Regions from separate parts of the Mus musculus genome. Here region 2 is linked to region 1. The links are chromatin contacts, called in public HiChIP or PLAC-seq maps. All regions are on one chromosome and are shown on one strand. Each heading gives the region's core, a stretch centred on a gene start, on an enhancer-like site or on the middle of the called end of the contact. The rest is flanking DNA. Distances are from core to core; before and after follow the strand shown.

Region 1 (4,768 bases), core at 1,342-3,841:
GGAAAAACGATAATGTCCAACAATAGTGAAATACAGACATAATTTGAAGGGTTCCCCCTCCCCACTTTCTTGTTGTTTTGTTTTGAAAGAGGGAGCCATGTATCTCCCAGGCTGGTCTCCAGATTGTGACAAGGCAGAGGATAACCTTGCATTTCTGATATCTACCTTTGAAGTGGGTATATACCCACATATCCAATATATGCTTATGTTTTGTTTATTCAGGCAGTTTCTTACTATGAAGACCTAGGTGACCTCAAACTCATAATGTTTATCCTGTCTCAGCCTTTGTATGCTAGGAATACAAATGTGCAGCATCATATCCAGCTGGCATAAAATTTTTTGAGTAGCATATGTTTACTGACCCTCTAGAATAAAGCTGCATACCTCAAAGTAAACAAACAAAATAAACAAATAAAATTATGTTTCAAAACAACTAAGGCAAGCCCGGTGTGGTGGTGCACGCCTTTAATCCCAGCACTTGGGAGGCAGAGGCAAGTGAATTTCTGGGTTCGAGGCCAGCCTGGTCTACAGAGTGAGTTCCAGGACAACCAGGGCTACACAGAGAAACCCTGTCTCAAAAAACAAACAAACAAACAAACAAAAAACAAAAAAACAACAAAAAAACCCAACTAAGGCACAGTCAAAACTCTAGTAGTTTGACAGTAGGAAAATGGCATTACTTCAGTTTCTTAGCAAACAAGTTAAGAGGTACAGTCAGTAAAGCAGGTTAATTGTAAATGATGATAGGACAATTCAGAATGAGAAGACCTGCACTAATCCACCTGTAGCAAGCAGAAATGTTAACCTAGTTTCTACTGGAGGCATAGAAGGAAAGGAAAGGAAAGGAGAGGGGAGGGGAGGGGAGGGGAGGGGAGGGGAGGAGAGGAGGGCAAGGATGAGAACAAAGTTCCCACAGGATCAATAGGCCTTGGCTGATTACTCAGATGTGAAGAACAGGGATCGGGTCAGTGCACAGCTGCTTGGATGCACCTGGCATGTGACAGGAGTAAGGTCACTATTAAATAGGATACTAGCCATCGCAGTTAGTTGTTCAGTTGCCTTCAGTCTGAGCAAATTCTCTGTTGGTAAGACGAGAACAAAGAAATAAAGGCTCTGCTACTAGTAAACTCTCAATATATCTTGTTGGATAGTACCCCAAGTACCAACTGTACTGTATCCGTGTCTGAGTTAGAAAATAGAGCTGTGGCTAGAGAGATGACTCTGGTTATATGTACTAGCTGCTCTTCCAGAGGACCCGGGTTCAAGTCCTAGCACCCACATAGTAATTCAAACCATTCACAACTCCAGTTCCAGATCTCACTCCTTCTTCTGGCATGTAGGTGGTATATAGATACACATGCAGGTGATACATGTCTTTTGAATTAATAAGCTATCCAAATTACATTATCTATTTAAAAAGAAAGCAGAGTTAAACATTAAGACTTAGAAAAAAATTACCGTTTCTGAATTACACACTCTATTTTTTCTTACACTCATTGTTTGTTATCTTCTGTAAGTGAATAGAAAGTTAAGTACATGAAGTAGTGATTTTGTCTGTATTATTCACCGGGTAGTACACAGCACTTAAACAGGATGTGATATGTAGTAGCGACTCATTAAATATACATATTTAAATAAACCTAAGCAGAATTTGCCATTTTAGCTATTAAACTCCGTAATTCTAATTTTGGCAGCCATCTTCAGCGATTTCCGTAACACCCACCGAGTGAGTATCCCAATTATCTGCATGTGTTGGAGTCAGAAACTCTCGTCTACAATCTTGGGTACCTGCTAAACAGCTAGAGACAAACGTTAAACGAAATCATCAAAACCACAGTCTGACACTACTTGACCCCAGAAGCAGAAGGACTGATCAAGAAAAAAATATAAGGCAGATGTGGGCCAAGAGTGCCTTGCATATCCGTGCTTCACAGAATTGATGCTTGCTGAAAAACGACTAAAAGCAAGGGTTGGTCTTCAACCCCTATGGCAGCTAATACAGACACCGCTAGGCATCCATCATATGCCAAACATAAGGACATTAGATCCTACCAGGGTTCCCAACGGCCTTACCTCCCCAACCCATAAACTGCACTCTTCGCGGTCTGAGTCGGCCCATGCTGGTCAGGACAGAGCAGACAGGGAGCTGAAAGGAGTAAGCCAGGATTTGCGATCCTCCATATCCCCAGGCCCCAATCAGGTGGCGTACACTTTTCTCTCTCCTCACCAGAAATGTTCACCTCCCAGCTGCTTTGTCAATCGCCAGCCTTCCCCGGTGCAGCCTGACCACCTATGCTCTGACACCCTTTCAACCGGACGCCGCCATGTTGCAGACAATAGTACTACATTTCCCATGAGTCCCTGGGGCTACCACAACCCCCTTCGGGACTCAAATTCTTTGTTGACCCTTTCTCCGCCAAATGTCTGTAAACTGCTGCTTGAAACAGAAAATTTGGCTGCTTTATTTGGGTGAATAGTAATCGTTGGAATAGGACCTACAACTATCACGTTACTAAATGCTAAACATTTGATCTTATACTCACAAATAACTGTAGTCTTAAGGGAACTTACCTGTGTAAACCACACCAATCGAAATGCAGAGCTGTAGAGTTCAGTCTCAACTGACATCTACAGCACAACTCCTATACCTCAGGCTTAGAACACTGCAGAGAAAATGGAGGTGGAGAAACGGAAGTTTACTGTGAATTGTGTCTCCTGGGAACATCAGAAGCCACACCCATAAAGTCTCTCTAGTGTGACTGCCTATACTGAACTGAACAAAGACAATGAAAACGGTTGTGTTTGTGTGGTCAGGCAAAGAGTCGAGAACGTCTAAACCCTACACAAAGAACAATATGCAAATAAGGAATTCTGAGAGCAAGAGAAATACTTTTCTCCAGGGAAGAGCACGCCAATTGTTTATCCAACAATGAATGATCAGCCTGAAAACACTTAAATACAAGAAACATTGTACAATTTGTATTAATGTATGTATGTACAATTAATAATAAAAGAGGTGATGAATTTGAAAGAGCAAGGACGATGGGTATAGGAGAGGGTTTGGAGGTAGGAAATGCAATGAGTAAATTATAATATAATCTAAAAAACCAGAAAGAGTAGAAACTCTAAAACAGAAGAAACTGGATCTACTTCAGGAAAGATATTTCAAAGTAAAGTTTAAATGGCAGAAAAATTAAAGACAATAATTATATCCCTATTATGAGATTGACTCATGACAAAAAAACAGTAACAGTATTGTTTTTAATTTGTAGTATTTACTCAACTCCACATTGTTAGGCCTCAAAGAAAGAGGGACAAATCACTGACTGAAGTGCCTACTAAAACATCAATGCAAATACTTGCAGCTCTCTGCAACATTACTCAGTACCTGTTGCTCCTCCCAGCACTGCTCACCTCTCCCCTTCCCCTAAACCTTTCCATCTCAGGGACTAACTTTCTGCTTCTTCCCTTCCCGACTTATTGATCTCCATATAACATAGCTATTTTGGACACTGGGTCTCTTGGCCTATTGGCTCCTATCTGGTTCTACTCCTGGCTCTTTCTTGGTACACTTGCATCCCTCTCTTCTCTCTTACCCCCTCCCAACCCCCCAAAGCCAAGCTCTGTCTGTTGGCCATGTTCAGTATAAACACTTCCAGATGTTTCTGGCTATTCTCTCCCTCATATCTACAATAAACCTCCTCTTCAAAACATACCTTGGGGCAGTCATGTTGTTTGATTTTTCCTATGAAGACTTGGGAACCAGATGCTGGGAAGAAAGCCTGCTAGCTCTGCGAGGCAGAGAAAGTACCCAGTTGACCTTCCTCCTCAGCCAATGTCCCAGAAGGAATACCCCTTAAAAAATGCCCACCTTAAAAAAAATCTTTTTTAAACTGAATTTTCTTCCTTCTTACTTCCTGTGTGTCTCTCTATCCATCCTTCTGACATACTCTTACTCTCTTTGGTTCTTTTCTCAATAATTCTATAGTCATTTCTTGTCAAGTGGTTGCTTTCTCTAACTCTTGACTTTATTTAATCCTGTTTACACTACTCAGACAGAAAGCTCTTGCATTAAAAGTATGTGCTAAGACTGAGCCACACCACCACCACCACAACAAAAAATTTCCAGTAAATCACATAATCTCAAGGTACACACAGTATGATTAAATATCCTTCAACATAGTCATGTTCTCATTTGTTTTTCATCCGGTGCAGAAACCACCACAGAAATAACACAAATTAGTTTCTTTTAAAGGTAGCTGGTCTCTCTAAATTATGCTGACTATTTGAATCTCTTAAGGTCTGTAGGGATAATTTCTTTCTGCTGACTTTTGCCACCTACCCATTTTGGCTATAAATTCTAGAGTCTTGATTCTTATCTATTCAACTATTCTCAACTACTTGGTAAGTGTCTCTCTGGCTCTTAGAGCTACCATGTCTATGTGGGCAACTATACCCATGTAGTCATCTCTCTTTCCCCCCTTTTCTCCTCTACTTGATAAATGTCCCCCTGTAGCTGCCAGCTTCGTCTGCTATTACTACAAAATCTGCACCAATGTGCCAGCAATTTTCTCTAACCTGTCTGGGGTTGCCAATCACATGGAAAGGGACATTTCTTCTCTGCAATCTGGGACATTTATCTCAAGCAAGTCTTTCATCTGCTCTGGGACACCTGGGATTGAAATTTGTGTCATTAAGACTTCTCTTTGTGCATAGTTCCTTCTTAGAGCTTTCTCTAGTCAGTCTCCCCTTAGGACCTGCCTGGAAT
Region 2 (4,768 bases), core at 1,049-3,548, 41 kb before region 1:
CGTAAGAACAGAAGCAACATAAACCAAGGTTACTTGGCATCATAAGAACCAAACTCTCCCACCATAGCAAGTCCTGGATACACCATCACACCAGAAAAGCAAGACAGGATCTAAAGTCACTTCTCATGATGATGATGGAGGACTTTAAGAAGGAAATACAGGAAAACACAGGTTAACAGCCAGAAGCCGTTAAAGAGGAAACACAAAAATCCCTTACATGAAAACACTACCAAACAGGTGATGGAATTGAACACAACCATCCAGGATCTAAAAATGGAAGTAGAAACAATAAAGAAAAACTAAAGGGAGACAACTCTGGAGATAGAAACCATAGGGAAGAAATCAGGACCCATAGATGCGAGCATCAGCAACAGAATACAAGAGATGGAAGAGAGAATCTCAGATGCAGAAGATTCCATTGAGAACATGATTACAACAATTAAAGAAAATGCAAAATGCAAAAAGATCCTAACTCAAAACATCCAGGAAATCCAGGACACAATGAGAAGACCAAACCTACGGATAATAGGAGTAGATGAGAATGAAGATTTTCAACTTAAAGGGCCAGCAAATATATTCAACAAAATTATAGAAGAAAACTTCCCATACCAAGAGAGAGATGCCCATGAACATACAAGAAGCCTACAGAACTCCAAATAGACTGGACCAGAAAAAAAATTCCTCCTGACACATAATAATCAGAACAAAAAATGCACTAAATAAACACAGAATATTAAAAGCAGTAAGGGAAAAAGGTCAAGTAACATATAAAGGCAGGCCTATTAGAATTACTCCACACTTCTCACCAGACACTATGAAAGCTAGAAGATCCTGGACAGATGTTATACAGACACTAAGAGAACACAAATTCCAGCCCAGGCTACTATGCAAACCTCTCAATTACCATAGATGGAGAAACCAAAGTATCCCATGACAAAACCAAATTCACAAAATATCTTTCCACAAATTCAGCCCTTCAAAGGATAATAATGGAAAAACACCAATACAAGGACAGAATATGCCCTAGAAAAAGCAAGAAAGTAATCCTTCAACAAACCTAAAAGAAGACAGCCACAAGAACAGAATCCCAAATCTAACAACAAAATAACAGGAAGCAACAATTACTTTACCTTAATATCTCTTAATATCAATGGACTCAATTCCCCAATAAAAAAAAACATAGACTAACAGACTGGCTACACAAACAGAACCCAACATTTTGCTGCTTACAGGAAACCCATCTCAGAGGAAAAAAACAGACACTACCTCAGAGTGAAAGGCTGGAAAACGATTTTCAAAGCAAACGGTCTGAAGAAACGAGGTGGAGTGCCATTCTAATATCGAATAAAATCAACTTCCAAAGTTATTTTAAAAAATAACTTTGAAGGGCCACTTCACACTCATCAAAGGTAAAATCTTCCAAGATGAACTCTCAATTCTGAATATCTATGTTTCAAATGCAAGGGCAGCCACATTCATTAAAGAAACTTTAGTAAAGCTCAAAGCACACATTGCACCTCACACAATAATAGTGGGAGACTTCAACACCCCACTCTCATCAATGAACAGATCCTGGAAACAGAAACTAAATAAAAACAAAGAGAAACTTATAGAAGTTATGAAACAAATGGATTTAACAGATATCTACAGAACATTTTATCCTAAAACAAAAGGATATACCTTCTCAGCACCTCATGGTACCTTCTCCAAAACTGACCATATAATTGGTCACAAAACAGGCCTCAACAGATACAAAAATATTGAAATTGCCCCATGATTCCTATCAGATCACCATGCACTAAGGCTGATCTTCAATAACAACATAAATAAAACAAAGCCAACATTCACGTGGATAACTTGGTCAAGGAAGAAATAAAGAAATTAAAGACTTTTTAGAGTTTAATGAAAATGATGCCAAAACATACCCCAACTTATGGGAAACAATGAAAGCATTCCTAAGAGGAAAACTCATAGCTCTGAGTGCCTCCAAAAAGAAACTAGAGAGAGCACACACTAGCAGCTTGACAGTACACCTAAAAGCTCTAGAACTAAAGGAAGCAAATTCACTGAAGAGTAGAAGGCAGGAAATAATCAAACTCAAGGGTGAAATCAACCAAGTGGAAACAAAAAGAACTATTCAAAGAATTAACCAAACCAGGAGTTGGTTCTTTGAGAAAATCAACAAGAAAGATAAACTGTAGCCTCTAACAAGCCTGAAGCAGGCTGAGCCAGACCTTGACTTTGTTGCTACTAAGGAGATCACCTAGGGTGGAGCCTGCCTCCCTGGATCACTCTATTGTTCAGCAACTGCTGCTGCTGCTACCTGCTGGGAGTCTGCCTAGCTGTTCCACAGTCTACATCTGATCCTACACTTGGTCACCTGCAGCTGGGCTCCGAGTATGATTTGGCAGGAATGGGCTTCCCCCCTCCTTTATAAAGCTTGTCCCCCATTAAAAATTTGAGCCTTGATCAGAATACTGTATTGGTTCCATATCTCTCTCTCTCTCTCTCTCTCTCTCTCTCTCTCTCTCTCTCTCTCTCTCTCTCTCTCTCTGCCTAGTTTCCTTTTCTTTCAGATCCAGGCTGCCTCCCAGGCTCGAAATCTTACATGAGAGCCTCAAGCCGGCCCCAACAATAAACCCTTAGCCAGACTCACTAGAGGGCACAGGGACAACATCCTAACTAACAAAATCAGAAATGATTTTGCTATACTCAACAAAACTGGAAACCTGCAAGAAATGGATTTCTAGACAGATTCCAGGTACTAAAATTAAATCAGGATCAGATTAACGATCTATACAGCCCCATATCCCCTCCCAACCAAAAGAAGCCCAGGACTGGATGGGTTTAGTGCAGAATTCTATCAGACCTTCAAAAAAGACCTAATTCCAACTCTCCTCAAACTATTCCACAAAATAGAAACAGAAGGAACACTACTCAATTAATTCTATGAAGCCACAATTACTCTGATACCTAAACCACACAAAGATCCAACAAAGAAAGAGAACTTCTGACCAATTTCCCTAATGAATATCGATGCAAAAATACTCAATAAAGTCCTCGCAAACCGAATCCAAGAACACATCAAAACAATAGTCCATCATTCCAGCGATTCAGGGATGGTTTAATATACGGAAATCCATCAACGGAATCCACTATATAAACAAACTCAAAGACAAAAACCACATGATCATCTTGTTAGATGCTGAGAAAGCATCTGACAAAGTCCAACACCCCTCCATGATAAAAAACTTGGAAAGATCAGGAATTCAAGGCCTATACCTAAACATAATAAAAGCAATATACAGCAAACCAGTAGCCAACATCAAAGTAAATGAAGAGAAGCTGGAAAGAATTCCACTAAAAGGCTGCCCACTTTCTCCCTACCTATTCAATATAGTACTAGAAGTCTAGCCAGAGCAATTAGACAACAAAAGGAGGTCAAGGGGATACAAATTCGAAAGGAAGAAGTCAAAATACCACTATTTGCAGATGATATGATAGTATATACAAGTGACCCTAAAAATTCCATCAGAGAATTCCTAAACCTGTTAACAGCTTCAGTGAAGTGGCTAGATATAAAATTAACTCAAACAAATCAGTGGGCTTTCTCTACACAATGGATAAACAGGCTGAGAAAGAAATTAGGGAAACAACACCCTACACAATAGACACAAATAATAGAAAATACCTTAGTGTGAAAGAAGGAAGTGAAATATCTATATGCAAGTCTCTGAAGAAAGAAATCAAAGAATATCTCAGAAGATGGAAAGATCTCCCATGCTCATGGATTGGCAGGATTAATATAGTAAAAATGGATATCCTGACAAAAGCAATCTACAGATTCAATGAAATCCCCATCAAAATTCCAACTCAATTCTTCACTGAGTTAGAAAGGCAATTTGCAAATTCATCTGGAATAACAAAAAACCTAGGATAGCCAAAACTATTCTCAACAATAAAAGAAGATTCTGGGGGAATCACCTCAAGCTGTACTACAGAGCAATTGTGATAAAAACTGCATGGTACTGGTATAGCGACAGACAGGAAGATCAAAGGAATAGAATTGAAGACCCAGAAATGAACCCACACACCTATGGTCACTTGATCTTTGACAAAGGAGTTAAAACCATCCAGTGAAAAAAAGACAGCATTTTCTTTTTTCTTTTTCAATATTTTTTTATTAGATATTTTCTTTATTTATATTTCAAATGCTATCCCAAAAGTTCCCTATACCCTCCCCTAGAACTGTTCCCCTACACATTCACTCCTACTTCTTGGCCCTGGCATTCACCTGTTACTGGGGCATATAAAGTTTGCAAGACCAAGGGGCCTCTCTTCCCAATGATGGCTGACTAGGCCATCTTCTGATACATATGCAGCTAGATACACAAGCTCTAGGGGTACTGGTTAGTTCATATTGTTGTTCTACCTATAGGGTTGCAGATCCCTTCAGCTCCTTGGGTACTTTCTCTAGCTCCTCCATGAGGGCCCTGTGTTTCATCCTATTGATGACTGTGAGCATTCACTTCTGTATTTGCCGGGCACAAGACAACATTTTCAACAAATGGTGCTGGCTCTACTGGCTGTTATCATGTAGAAGAATGCAAATTGATCCATTCCTATCTCCTTGTATACAGTCCAAGTCTAAGTGGATCAAGTTACTCCACATAGAACCAGAGACACTGAAACTTATAGAAGAGAAAATGGGGGAAAACCTTGAAGATATGGGCACAGGGGAAAAATTCCTGAACAGAGCAGTAATGGC

What was found. HiChIP or PLAC-seq counts read pairs in DNA pulled down with a chosen protein or histone mark.
Region 2: an H3K4me3 HiChIP or PLAC-seq map of embryonic stem cells shows a contact between it and region 1, with 4 times the contacts expected there. The contact joins the enhancer-like site here to the promoter of Alkbh8 in region 1. A contact is called at or near these places in 1 of 39 promoter capture datasets (macrophages), 4 of 484 Hi-C or Micro-C datasets (embryonic stem cells, erythroid progenitors, extraembryonic endoderm stem cells and 1 more), 6 of 115 datasets of contacts at active chromatin or transcription factors (the SCID.adh cell line, bone marrow-derived macrophages and embryonic stem cells) and 3 of 9 other capture datasets (adipose tissue, liver and pancreatic islet).

What each region holds. Positions count from the first base shown.
Region 1 is chr9:3,333,054-3,337,821 of GRCm38.p6, reverse strand. Alkbh8 (alkB homolog 8, tRNA methyltransferase) reads right to left here and starts at 2,591. Exons shown (of 12, transcript NM_026303.1): 1 at 2,572-2,591.
Region 2 is chr9:3,374,046-3,378,813 of GRCm38.p6, reverse strand. The region is part of intron 10 of Alkbh8 (alkB homolog 8, tRNA methyltransferase); the gene reads right to left. Among named protein-coding and RNA genes, the nearest start is that of Gm23275, 19 kb to the left of the region's middle. Within about 2 kb of position 2,298, at least 8 of the 459 cell types and tissues checked have an H3K27ac peak or open chromatin away from gene starts, as enhancers often do. A contact at or near this core is called in embryonic stem cells, where this site is marked.